Linked DNA regions of Mus musculus: region 1 is linked to region 2. A link is a contact called in public HiChIP or PLAC-seq data. All regions are on one chromosome and are shown on one strand. Each heading gives the region's core, a stretch centred on a gene start, on an enhancer-like site or on the middle of the called end of the contact. The rest is flanking DNA. Distances are from core to core; before and after follow the strand shown.

Evidence for each region. HiChIP or PLAC-seq counts read pairs in DNA pulled down with a chosen protein or histone mark.
Region 1: a CTCF HiChIP or PLAC-seq map of the NIH/3T3 cell line shows a contact between it and region 2, with 10 read pairs. The contact joins the enhancer-like site here to the promoter of 1700007F19Rik in region 2. A contact is called at or near these places in 1 of 15 datasets of contacts at CTCF or cohesin (the NIH/3T3 cell line), 15 of 484 Hi-C or Micro-C datasets (the C2C12 cell line, the HL-1 cell line, MC3T3-E1-derived osteoblasts and 8 more), 3 of 115 datasets of contacts at active chromatin or transcription factors (astrocytes, cardiomyocytes and neural progenitor cells) and 1 of 9 other capture datasets (embryonic stem cells).

What each region holds. Positions count from the first base shown.
Region 1 is chr3:58,328,441-58,335,699 of GRCm38.p6, forward strand. No RefSeq gene overlaps it. Among named protein-coding and RNA genes, the nearest start is that of Gm32847, 30 kb to the left of the region's middle. Within about 2 kb of position 1,966, at least 63 of the 459 cell types and tissues checked have an H3K27ac peak or open chromatin away from gene starts, as enhancers often do. A contact at or near this core is called in the C2C12 cell line, the NIH/3T3 cell line, astrocytes and 1 more, where this site is marked.
Region 2 is chr3:58,159,775-58,166,279 of GRCm38.p6, forward strand. 1700007F19Rik (RIKEN cDNA 1700007F19 gene) reads right to left here and starts at 4,033. Exons shown (of 6, transcript NR_040538.1): 1 at 3,988-4,033; 2 at 3,733-3,779; 3 at 2,572-2,692. It overlaps Gm40056 (a long non-coding RNA gene), which reads left to right. Exons shown (of 6, transcript XR_003954487.1): 5 at 2,465-4,482; 6 at 6,503-6,505.

The DNA of each region.
Region 1 (7,259 bases), core at 716-3,215, 170 kb after region 2:
CAATTTTCAGCTAAAGTTTGTATCCTAAAACTTACAAAGTTGGTTGTTGTTGTTGTCGTCGTCATAATCATCGTCGTTGTTCTTTAAGGTAGGTGAGGTTTTTTATTTTTGTTTTTGTTTTAAGCCCACTGGCTTGGGCAAGGCTCTAGCTCTACTCCCTAGCACCAAAACCAAACAAAAGCAGAATATAAAATTCTGCAAACAAAGTGACATTAAAAGACCTCTCATGTACAATGGCCATGTACAGAGAACAATGTGTGTCCTGGGGATGGAGCAAAGTAAACAGCCCAAACCAAGCAATTATGCCACTTCTGTCAAAGTACAACATGACCAACAGCTGACACTTCTCACCTTGCAGCCTCCTCACACTTACTAGCAGATGAGCAGAAGGCTGTTTACAAATGCACCGGAACTTACGAAGTTTGCAGGTATAATAGGAGTGCAGAGAACTCATTGGGTGGGTCATCGCAAACATTATAGAAAAATCAGAATATGAACAGGACACAACATCTCTTCTGAACAAATCATCTTCCACAGATATAGCATACCAGACACTAATCAGCCCTTGTCCGAATCTGGCTCCAATGTCAGACACTTTTATGGGCCCTCTATATATTCAAGAATGTGAACTGGCAGGGCTGGAGAGAACATTTACTCACTTGTAGAGGACCTGGGTTGTTTCTAGCACCTACATAGTGGCTCACAACAATCTCCAATTTCAGGATATCTGATGCCTTCTTTTGACCTCCGCGGACACTACACCGGCATGTGGTATGCATATGTAAATGCAGGCAGAACAGTCACACACACAGATAGATAGATAGATAGATAGATAGATAGATAGATAGATAGATAGATAGATAGATAGATGATAGATAGATGATAGATAGATAGATAGATAGATAGATAGATAGATAGATAGATAGATAGATAGATAGAAAGAAAGAAGGAGGAGAAAGAGAAAAGTGAACTGGTACAGCCATTATGGAAATCAGTATGGAGGTTCCTCAAAAAGTTGAAAACAGAACTGCCATACGACCCAGCTGCAACACTTTTAGAGATATACCCAAAGGACACACGGCAGAAGTATTTGCACCTGAATGTTTATGACTGTGCTGGTCACCGTAGCTAGAAAGTCAGACTAGCTCAGGCTGGTCATCAGATGAATGCGTAAAGAATAAAGAAAATGGGGCTGGAGAGGTGGCTCAGTGGTTAAGAGCGCTCATAATACAATGTGTGGAGATGGTATTATGAAGCCCGTGCTTCTGTATTATAACTTAAAACTTTGATTTAATGGTGTTGGAGAGTGGCTTGGGGGTTAAGAACACTTACTGCTCTTATAGAAGGGACATGGTTCAATTCCTAATTCCCACATGTCAGCTTACAACGGTCTATAACTCCAGTTCCAAGGGACCCAATACCCTCTTCTGGCCTCTGTGGGCTCCTGCGTGCATCTGGGACATATACATATAGTTAAATACACACACATTAAATAAATAATCTTAATTTTTTCTTTAAAAATCATTAAGAAAAACTACATTAACTTTCTATATATAGAGATGTGTATAAATGAGATATGTATGCGTTCGTGTTATGTACAATGACTGAAAAGATTTAAATTTTCCAGCTCTCCACCCCCAGAAAGTGTATTTATTCCAAATAGTAGATATAACCAGTGTGATTTGAAAATCACAGACTCAGTGGGTCCTAATTCCAGTGAGGCCCTTAGTGGTTATCTGTCATTGCATCACAAATTATTTCAAAACTTTGCAACTTAATTCAATAACTACGTTATTTCCCTCTGCTTCTATAGGTTAGGAATCTGGGCGTGCCTTAGCTGAGTGGTTCAGGTTCTGCTTGTCATGAGGCTCCAGTCCAGCTCCTGGCTGGGAGGCTGGGAGGCTGGGACTGCAGCTTCTGGAGACTATTCAGGGCTGGAGGAGCTGCTTCCAAGATCAAGTAGCTGTTGGCAGGAGGCCTCAGTTCTGAGTCACATGGGCCTTTTCATGTGACAGCCTCACAATACAGAGGCTAGCTTCCACTAGAAGAAAGTGATAGAGTAAGAGAGAAAGGGAGAGAGGGAGAGAGAGAGACTTTTATGATCTAGTTATTTTGTCACATGACCCAACCAGGCACAAGGATCATTTAGGGCCTTTAAAATCCATTTCCAATATCATGGGATCCTTAAGAAGTTCATTGCTTTCCAAAAGGCAAGAAATGTGTGATTGTCAGTCAAATGTTCAAGCCTATTAAGGAACTTAAGTATTTAAATCCTATTTTTGTTATTCTGACTGACTGATCAGAAACTGCTCTTTTGGAAGCTTACTAGATCAGAAGTCTTAAGAGTAATGTGGGCCTTCCTTGTTGTTACTATTATTTCTATTTTATTTGAGTTCTCTGTCACCAGGCTTTCATGACAAGTGAAATAATATTAACAACAAAGAAGCCACATATTACCCTTATAACTTGTGATCTGGTAAGCTCCCAAACCTTTCTCTTTGGCCCTCTTTATATTTCTGAGACAAGTTCCCAGACTGGCCAGGACCTTGTGTGAGTAGCAAAGAATGAACTTGAACTGAAGAACCAGCCTGCCTCCATTTTAGGCTTAAAAGCAATCTCTATAGTAAAAACAAACTAGGTTCATTGCTGTTTATGATTAAATCTGTTTCTCAAGGATTGGCCTATGCCCCAAGCCCCACCTGTTTCCTTAACTTTGTTCCAAAGAGGTTGTTAGGGCTACCTTGTTATGACTTCCTGTTGTTAAGACCACCTTGCAGTTCTTTCTTTCAGGAGGTCATTAAGACTACCTTGTTGCCTGGCAGTGGTGACACGCACCTTTAATCCCAGCATTTGGGAGGCAGAGGCAGGTGGATTTCTGAGTTTGAGGCCAGCCTGGTCTACAAAGTGAGTTCCAGGACAGCCAGGGCTACATAGAGAAACCCTGTCTTGAAAAACCAAAAAAAAAAAAAAAAAAAAAAGCCTACCTTGTTTATGTTTATGTTCTGCTACTGCCTAGCTTCTCTGCTGAATCCCTGACTTGGGAACCCCCTACCCTGAGCTATAAACCCTTGTCTTCCTCACATCAATGCTGACCTCTCAAACCCTGCCTTAGGAGAGGTTGCATGTATCCAGGAATAAAAAAGTTTGCTTTAGCCAGATGTGGTGGTGCACACCTTTAATCCCAGCACTCAGGAGGCAGAGGTAGGCAGATCTCTGTGAGTTGGAGGCCAGCCTGGTCTACAAAGTGAATTTCTCTAAAACCAAACCCAAAACAAACAAAAGGCTTGCTTTAATTAACTTGGGCATGATTTGGATTGGTGGTTGTCTTAGTCAGGGTTTCTATTCCTGAGCAAACATCATGACCAAGAAGCAAGTTGGGGAGGAAAGGGTTTATTCGGCTTACATTTCCACACTGCTGTTCACCACCAAGGAAGTCAGGACTGGAACTCAAGCAGGTCAGGAAGCAGGAGCTGATGCAGAAGCAATGGAGGGATGTTCTTTACTGGCTTGCCCCCACTGGCTTGCTCAGTCCCACAGGGCAAGCAGGCGAAGGAGAGAAGGAGAAAGAGAGAGAAAGAGAGACTCCCTTCTTTCAATGTCCTTATATGGTCTCCAGCAGAAGGTGTAGCCCAGATTAAAGGTGTATGCCACCACACCTTTAATCCCAGTTGACCTTGAATTTGGAGATCTCCCTGTCTTAATCTTCTGGAATCCATAGCCACTATGTCTCAAGATCTCCATACACTCCAGGTCAGAAACTTCTATCTCCCAGCCTCCAGATTAGGGTTACTGGTGAGCCTTCCAATTCTGGATTGTAGTTCATTCTAGATATAGTCAAGTTGACAACCAGGAATAGCCACTACAGTGGTCTTTCTCCTTCCATCTTTGGGATTAAAAGAATTTCTGAGTCTCCTGCCTCTACCTCCAAAGTACTGAGATTACAGGCTGATGTTACCACAACCAGGGTGTATAAAATGGGGGATAGGCCAGGATTTGTGTGTGATGGGCTATACTCTTACCTGCTAAGCTGTCTACAGGTCCCTAGAGTGTAACTTTTAAAAATGTTGTTTTCATTTCTTGCAAAATTGTAGCAGTTTTTGGTTTCTGTTTTTGTTGTTTGTTTTTTTTTCTCTTCAGAAAGTAATATGGAGATAAAACAAAAGGTTATTGATGGGGGAACTCATCAATTGGTGTTTTTATGGTCAAAAATAAAATCCCTTTGTGATTTTCTCCCCTACTAGCTAGATCCTAAATTGATTTTTAAAATACCATCCTTCTCCCCCAAGACTTAGAAAAAAGGATCAAGCCGGGTGTGGTGGCGCACGCCTTTAATCCCAGCACTCGGGAGGCAAAGGCAGGTGGATTTCTGAGTTCGAGGCCAGCCTGGTCTATAAAGTGAGTTCCAGGACAGCCAGGGCTATACAGAGAAACCCTGTCTCGAACAAAACAAAACAAAACATACAAAACAAAAAAGAAAAGAGGATCAACGGAATGTTCCCGTTTTGTCCACTTGGAGTTTTCGTTTAGTGACTAAATTGACCGAACTGAAAAGAAATCCAGATAAAACATCAGAGATAAGTGTGGCTTTATAAAAATGAGTGGTATGTGGCAGCATGTCACTTCCCAGGGAGCTGCTCCTCCAGAGACAGGGACAGGAAGTCAGTCAGGAGCTATCTATCCTCTTCATCCATCCTTGTGGAATCCCCAGGACCACTCAGAGTGTCAGGCACAGATGGAAGATTATGAAGGAAGCATTTGCCAAGTGAATGAAAAGGGGGGATGGGGAGGGCTAGAGGGAGGGAGAGAAGAAAGGGAAGACCAACAGGAGGGAGGAAGGGAGGGAGACAGAGAGAGAAAGAGGTATTGGAGAGAGAGGTAAAGAGGGAGGGAGGCAGGAAGGGGTGAGGGAGAGAGAGAGTAAGAAAGAGAGGAGGGGGCTGGGGGGGGGGACAAGGGGTGAGTGAGGCAGAGAGAGAAAGACAGAGAGTCAAAGACCAAGACAATTAGACAGAGAGAGCGAAAGAGCCATTAAAGTTTGAGGGAAATAGGCAGGCTAGGAGGAGATTTCCTCCCTGGGATTCCTGATCCAGCCTTCACATCCCACCCAGTGTTTTGCAGTGGATCTAACTTCGGAGTCCCCAGGAAAAGAAGTGATTTTGGCATCGGTAAATCCCCAGGTTCTCTAATAGCTTACCACTCGGCATCTTATTAGTTAATTTCCTGTTTGAAATGAGATTTATTTATTTATTTTATTTTTAAGGCACTCTTACTTTGAAGTTCAAGCTGACTTCAAATAAGTAACAATCCTTCTGTCTCAGCTTCCCAAGTGCTGCAATTATAGGCGTGCACCACCTTTGTTGGCAAAACTGATACTTTAAACTATCATCCATAATACTAAAGAAAAAAGGAATTCCCCAGCTTCTCATCTGGACCATCTATGTTCAATACATACCCATAAATGTCTCTTCATTTGCTTTCTCCCTTGGTGCAAAAATAGACGGCGACTCACCAGCTCTTTCGTTTCTTTAGTAACACTTTTGCGAAGAGTTACTGCACTCCAGCAGTTAGACTTCTGCACAACTTCAAAGGGGCTCTCTGAGAGCTGACATTTAATTTGCTGCTGCTACAAGGCACTGTGTTTGTTTGATAACTTAGCCCTCCCTCCCCACGCCCCACTCCACCCCCGCGCCCCATCCCCTGAGCCAGGTGTTTCTCCATCTCTGGATAAAATAAGGTGTCAAAGCCCTGGACTTTGGCTATGTTCCCAAAGGGTATTAAAATACACTGGAAAGATGAACCTTCTTGGCTGGAGGACGATGCCTGAGAGGAAAGGAACACAAGCTGGTCTGACAGGATCCTGGGCTTGGCCCTGATTCATCCCACCTCGTCTTACCTGGACTAACTGCTGTTTTTGGTGAGGTTAGCGGAGCTGAAGCGTGCTCTGAGGATCTGAGATTTCATCATATGCTATTAGGTCACATTTCCCCCAAAGTCAGGCCTGCTCATATCTGAATTACTGAGCTCATTATTCGTCAGGTTTAAAAAAAAAAAAATGTTTATCTCCAATGTTGCTCCAGTATATTTTAATTTTAGGACAGACGTTTTATCCGACACAAGCACAGCTTCTGGTAAACTGTTCTGAGTTTATCTATATATAGTTTTAGAAGCTGGAGGTCTACGAAAAGTAAAGAGTACTCCAAGATAAATCAGACCTACTAAAAATAAAAGGAACTGTGGTTGGCTCTTCTGTTTGTTATCAGTGCTAGGAAAGTAATTTCCCCAAATCACAGAAAGAAGGAGAACAGGAAAAATAAAAACTATGGCAGTTCTAGGCTAATTAACCCCCTGGTTTGGATATGTTTTCATTTAGTGTTTAAAACAAGATACGAATTCACGTTATTTTCCACCTTGCTTCCTTAGCCTGACATCACAAACCCTGTTCTCCCGTTTTTGCTGTATGGTCTCTTCCGTGGCACAGACAGGTTTTAGTGAACAAAAGAGGCTGGCAATTTAAAAAGAAGGGGGAGGGGAGAGGAGAAGGAGTGGGTGGGGAAAGAAATACAGATCATATGACATTTACTTAAGTCATATCTTATCATCAAATTATTTTTCATTGGTATTGCAGAGGATCACTCTTCTAGACAATGTTCTAACATACACAGAATGCATCTGAGGGGGCATACTAAAATTTGTATTTGTTTTTGTTGTTTTTCTCATTGTGTTTTGAACTGCCAGGGATCCGCCTTTTGCCTTCGCACATGCTGGCCACTTTATTAACAAACTGCAGGCCCAGGCTCCAGAACTATTTTAAAGATTATTTTTCAACAAGGAGGCAGCGACACTCTTTATCTTTTGTTCTTAAAAAAAATTAAAGAATTTGCATGGAGGAGCACAACCTCCTAGAATTCTGAGTTTTATTGGAAATCAAGTCTTTTTAATATATTCCCTAAGGACAAAAGTGTTTTGCCAGCCTCGGTGCCAATGAGAGCAAGCTTCTCACTTATTATTCTGAGAATTAATAAGTGATACAATGTGAGGGGGCCTTGCCAGAGTCCTCTCGCCAGTTCAGCTGCTGAGCCTTAAAGTGTAATAAAGAAAAATAAGATGGGGGCGGGCAGGTTGGAGCATTGAGCAAGGATGAAAGGGACAATATTGTATGCTCGTATTTCTTTTACACTTGAGATTCTCCCATTTTAGAAGGAAGGAAAATATGGGCAAATGTGAAGGGCCGTGTTTTTAATAAAAGCCTTGGCTGCCAT
Region 2 (6,505 bases), core at 2,783-5,282:
ATGCAGTGTCTCCCTCACTGTAGCCATTGGCCTTCTTCCAGGTTTCTCCCAAAGACTTCCCAAGTACCTCCCCATTTGTTTTGAGTATGCTCAAGATCTGCTTTGTTTATTTGGTTGGTTGGTTGGTTGGTTGGTTGGTTGGTTGGTAAGTTGGTTGGTTGGCTGGTTGGTTGGTTGGTTGGTTGGTAAGTTGGTTGGTTGGCTGGTTGGTTGGCTGGTTGGTTGGTTGATTGGATGTTTTTGTCAGCATGGCTCCTGCCACTGTCTTGGAGTGGCCCTTACTTCAGTTCTGTGACACACATCTGTGACAGAGATTGACAATGCCTAAGCTGTATCTCAGTGACAGTGGTTGATCATATGAAGCCCCTGTTCTCTGCTGAGGACAGTTTTTTGGTTTGTTTGTTTGTTTGTTTGTTTGGCAGCTATTGAGTTAAAGTCCCCAGACCAGACTTCTGCAGTGCCAGAAGAGGAATGGTAGCTAATATACTTGTTTCCTCATTCATGATGTAGGAACTCTGGGAATAGCTCACTACAGTGCCTATCTTTGGTTGTCAATTTAACTATATCTGGAATGAACTACAATCCAGATATGGAGAACACACCTGTGGGAGATTTTAGACTTGGTTTGAAGTGTGTTAATCCATTTCTAGTCCAGCCCTTTGAGGTAGGAACACACACACATGTGATCTATATGTTGAGGTACGAGACAGGCCTTTAAACTGGGTCACACCTTCTGGAAGTGCATATAAGGGCAGGGAGGAAGGAAGTTCTGGCTCTTTGCCTGCAGGCCTCCCTTCACCTTGCCAGTACATCCATTCCTTCACTGGCATTGGAGCCTGCTTCTTCAGGATTTCAACATATACAGAAGAGCAGCTGAGACTTTCTGTTTGCAGCTAGCCATTGTTGGATTTGCTGAACTACAGCCTGTAAGTCATTTCAATAAATTCCCTTTAGATAGATAGATAGATAGATAGATAGATAGATAGATAGATAGATAGAGATACCCAGATCGAGACAGATTCAGCCCCAAAGTTCTCTGACTCTTGAGAACACTGACTAATAACACCAGGACTGCCCACTTTCCCAGCATAATTAATCGCCAGTGTCTCTCCTCCTTGATGCTTCTCTGCTAGTTTCCTTCCCATCTGCCTCTACCTTTGCTTCCTAGGATTCCTTCACAAGCAATCTGTTGCACACAAATCCTTGTTTAGGACCCCAGTTCCAGAAAAGCCCAACCTAAGACAGCTAGTACTAGAAGCACTCCAAAAAAAACAGACACAAATGGAGAGGGATTCTGGAACCAGATGGATTCCTTACTGTAGGAATGGAACATCGATTGAGGCAGAATCCCCTAGAAGGAGATGTACTGGCTTACACATCTCTGGCACTCCAGAGGGGAGTGGCAAAAAACAAACAAACAAAAAAAACAAAACAAAATAGCAGATGCTAATTGCAACAAAAACTCCCAAACCGACTGAGACTAAGAGGACAAGGCCAGAGGTGGCAGGTTTCTGCCGCAGAATTTAACCTCTGTCATCTCCTGCAGCCAGAAACAAGGTTGTGAAGAAAATCCAGTCCACAGCCAGAGTAATAAAGGCAGTTGAGTTTACACCCTGATACTCCTATTGTGGGGATATAAAAGTTCTGATAAAGAGTGGAACCTGAGGCACAGGATAGGAACCCAAGATGGTACTCTAAAGTATGTTGGTCCTGTAGACACCTACAAACCTCTAGTAACATAAGTGTCCTGTCCCCTAAAACAAATACCTACTTCCTAGGGAATGTTCAATATGCTGGAAATTGGCTCCTTTCCAGTGATTATGGCCACATGTCAGTAGAGCTCAGAAAGAGAAGTAGTCCTCAGGGAGGACGGAGATTTGCCAGAAAACTGAGCCACGGTTGTGTTCCTAGGACAATACTATCTGCAGGGGATGGTGTGATGGATCCTGGTTTATTGCCAACGTATGGTACTGTTCTGTAACACCAAAGGCCAAGTGGTGGCTCTGAACCAGAGGTAAGGTGGGAGTCAATGTCACAAAACCGAGCAAGACAGAAAAAGAAGCCAATGCATCCCACCTGCAGGGACCTTTGAATGATGCCTGCCTGAGAGGCCACACACGTGGCTCATGGGATGTGGAAGGTGGAGCCCAGCGCTTCACACATTCTGACAAGTCCAATACCAGGGCCTATATCCCTGGCCCTCATTCCCGGAATTCTGTAATGAGGAAAGGATATTTATTACCTACATCTTGACATCTGTGGGCTGATGTCATTATCAGCTTCCAGTTATCATTATCAGCTTCCAGCATAATCATTTACATACTCAGTTACGCAGGATAATTTTTAGTGACAAATAGCACAGACCCAGTTGACAATAATTTGTGCTAGCTGACCCCGCCCTGGCAGACTCTGAGGAAGACGTGACGGTTTCATCCTCTTACAACTGCTCTGCTTTCTCTCACAGCTCTACATCTCCTGACAATTGCAATCTCACTTTCCCTGACTCCATACTTCACCTTCCTGTCTGTCCCCAGCACAGCCGGACCTTACCCTCCACCCTTGTCCGCTTACCTCAGTGTCTCTATGGTCAGAACAGCCAACCACAACAAGGCTTCCACTGGCAGGAAACAGTCTTCACACTCTTGGGATTTCCTATTATGTGATGTGCAACCTTTTCCAGAAACAATCGAACCTAAAAATAGAAACCGCCTGGATCCACCTTCATCTCAATACAATGACTCCGTGGCCGCTGTAACTGGCCTTGAAGCAGTGCCAGGCACTTTGAAATCCCGAGGCTCATCGGTGTGAATGAAGGAAGCGCTTCCAGGGACTCCCAAGCGAGGGGAGGCTGCTGTTTACTTATTCCCTAGTCTTTGTTATTTTGTTGGCCTTTGCCAGGAAAGCCTGGGTAGGAGGAAGGAAAGCAAGAAGGGGATCAGAGGGGTGCAGGAGATTAGCAAGCAGAATTGGTGACCCTGGGGGAAGAGACTAATTCCCAGAGGAATTAGGTGAGTTTTTGAAGGATGGGGTTGAACTGGAGAAGAGAGGGAAAGAGAAGCAGGTTGAAACTGGATTTTCAGCGGCCCACGTAGTTGGAGTGACTGGGCCTTCACAGCTGGATCATGGCTTCTGGAAATGGAGCAGGGAGGAGAATCAGTCCGTCTTCAAGTCACTACCAGGGTCAGCAGTTACTGTTTCTCTCTCACCATCCCCTGAGAAGTTCCCATTCTCTTCTGTGTGGAGGAGGAGACAGAGGAAGGGACAAAAACCTGGAGAGGGCAGAAGCACCTGCCCACCCATGTGAGACAAGACAAAAAGCAGAAGTTAATCAGCGTGCACCGGCCCCTCCATAAAGATCCCACCCCACTGGAGTGTGTGACCAACCTGGGAGAGAAACTGGGAGTTCTCAACAATGATGCTAAGAGCCATGACCTTGAAATTCAAAAGCAAATAGAGAAGAGATGAAGACCCAGGAGACCCGAGCTTGAAGTTATCCCAGGAGAAACAAGCTGAATATAAGGTCTTCCCAGACTCAGCTCAGAGTCAAACAGCCTGTCTTCTAACCCCATTTCCTCCCATCACCAGCTGGGAGACTTGGAAGTCGTCTTTCCTTTCCCTGAGCGGATACCCATTTCATTAGGTTCATTAGGTGAGGGTGACATGAGGTGGGAGCAAACAGCTCTATCTCCATACACCCCGTTAAGGGGCTTTGTGGGCAGAACCAAGACTCACCCAGAAAGATGTGGTCGGTAGAAAATAGCTTTTACACGAATCTAGGCCTGGATGGAGAAAGAAGACATGTTAAAAAACAAACAAACAGACAAACAAAAAAACAAAACAAAAAACCCAAACAAACAAAAACAACTGGCAACAGGGAAGGAGCCTGGTGCTTGTATACACGGTGCCTGGGGTACTCAAGAGGACGTGGGAAAGTTCTCCCCGTACAAGCATCCAGCAAATACAGGGAGATCAATAAAACCAAATTACCACCGTTTTGCAGCCTCCAAAGAAACAATGAAAGTTAACAGTGACCGTTATATCAGTTACTAATTTACTGCCTTTAAACCCTAAGTCCACCGTTTCAGTGCTCTGGGGTCATTCATTGAAGGAATTCGAAACACTTCTCCTTCCCAACGCGCATGATTTGACGCTTCATCAGTAGAGGGCGCTAAAGAGACACTACAGGAACAAGGGGCTTTTCACTTGGTTTTACTCCTGGTGTCTGACCTCCAGCAGTGCACATGTAGGCTCATCAGCCAGGCCATGTGCCATCAAGATCGCTACAGTGTACAGTCCTTCTCCCGGATCCTCTGCCTGGACTCAGAGACCCCTTGCCTTCACCCTTGTAACGTACCAGTTTTACACAGACCTCCTGACCACTTTCCATCTACAGCTGGCTGACAAGGCAGCAGGACTTTGTTTCTTAAAGCCCTCCAAGTGTGAATGCTTCACACGAGTCCTTACACTTCCTATTTGTGTATGGTAGGTAAACAGCCATAGCCTCAGCTCGCCTGTACCTTTTGCATCCTTCCCTTCTTGCATGGCAAGTATGAACATGCACCTACCAGATAGCCTAGTGTCCCCAGCTACTGGCTATTGTGCCTCACTCAAGCTTTTGCCTTCAACAATGTCAAAAGTCCGGCCTTAGGGAGAGCCCCTATTTCAGGGTTGTTTTTCTTTGCTATTCTCCCTCAGATATAGGGTGCCCTTCAGAAGCAACTTTACACCTCCACAGCTATTATTTTAATAATTCTGTATATTAAACTTCCGTTATTTTAAATTACTATATAATTTTCTGTTTCCCAAAGTAGGCCCAATGACATGGGTGGGGGGTGCGTGGTAACGTCATGGAGAGACAGGAAAATCATGTGGCCTTGCTGGAGGTCTAAAACATAGCAGTTCAAGTGTTCTGGACAAAATATCAAGCCTGATTCTTGTCCAGCCTTGGATCTGACCAAACGTTTGAGAGGAAAGGAACGCGTTAAATGACACCATCAGATACAGCCACCAGATCAAGGCTCAAGAAAACCTCATGAGAAGAACAATCAGAATTCTCCAGTGTGACAGAGGAGAGAATCTGCCTGCCATCTGTCTGTCTGTCCATCCATCTATTCATCTATCTACCCATCATTCGTCTGTCTATGGCTTTTTATCCAATTAGAATTAAAGACTCCATTGCACACTGATTCTGGTAAAAAAAAAATGGAGGCAAATGAATTTAACTGTCTGGATATTTGATAATATTAATTATCTTTTTTAAAAAAAATAAGAGTTAATGAAGGAAATATTTGTTGATATTATAAAAATTCTTTTTATGTTTATGTGTGAATGGTACATGGGAATTTTCTTCAAAATAATAGTTGTATGAGATACAAGTGGATGGGAGTCTGTACTGTCCAGGACTCAATAATACTGAAGCTAAGTGATGAATACATGTGTTATTAAGACCATTTTTTTTTCCACTTGAGGTAGAGTCTTACTGTATAATCCAAGCTGGCTCCCTGTGTGGCCCAATCTACGTCAGTCTTCTGAGCACTAGAATTTTATAGGTACCACCATTTTTAGCGTCATTTTTTAAAAAAAGTCTGCAAACTGTTAGAGAAAAGGCAACATAACTGAAACATGAACATAGGGTAAAGAGAAGCAACGAGAAAAGTCTACATGCCCCAACACGCGTAAAATCACCCATTCAACAGCAGAATATCCGTGGGAGCATGGTTGTTACCACTGGTGCTACCACACCGGACAATCCAGCGGTATACATTTTCAAAATCTCTGTAAATCCAATTGTTCTCGTTCCAGTTATCTACCATGGAGAAATTGTCACATACGTCAGCTAAAACACGTGTTTATTCCAGCAATTTGTAGAGTAACCAAACCCTGGAAGCAAAGCAAACATAGCCAGTGGAGAAGGGCCGAACAAGACCTGGGGAGCCCACACTGGGTCCTCAGAAAGAGTTAAAAGGGGAGATTACGTGGGCCACTGTGGCAGAGATCCAGACTACCGCTCACAGAGCAGGGTGTCGCATTTAATCTGTGTGTTGATCTTTTCATGAAAGTATATTCATATCGCTTGTAAATACATAGCAGGCAGGGGAGGCCCCCAGCTCTATAGCCTGAGCAGCTGAGTTTTGCAAACCTTTAGTCACAGGGCATCTGACAAAAAGCAGGTCCCTGGGTGCAGTGAGGCATGAATGCAGCAAACTGGGCTCATCCTTAGAGGGCGGCTCAGCACCAGGGCCTGTCCTGCCTGACTCCGGCCTCTTTAGTATACACCTAAGACTACATTTTGAGAGGCAGAAAACTCGGCCTTTTCCCTCTTCCAAAAGGTTTCTTCAACTATGCCTTGTTATGTGATCTTAGAAACCAGCTTACTTGGGTGCTTATTTGAGTGTTCAAAAAGCTAAGACAGTTGGTGGCCCATAATGCCCAGAATAGTTGACATCTTCTTAAGCTCAGTACTGAGGACAGCGTATTAACTACTTATCCATTGCTGCCTCAGGTC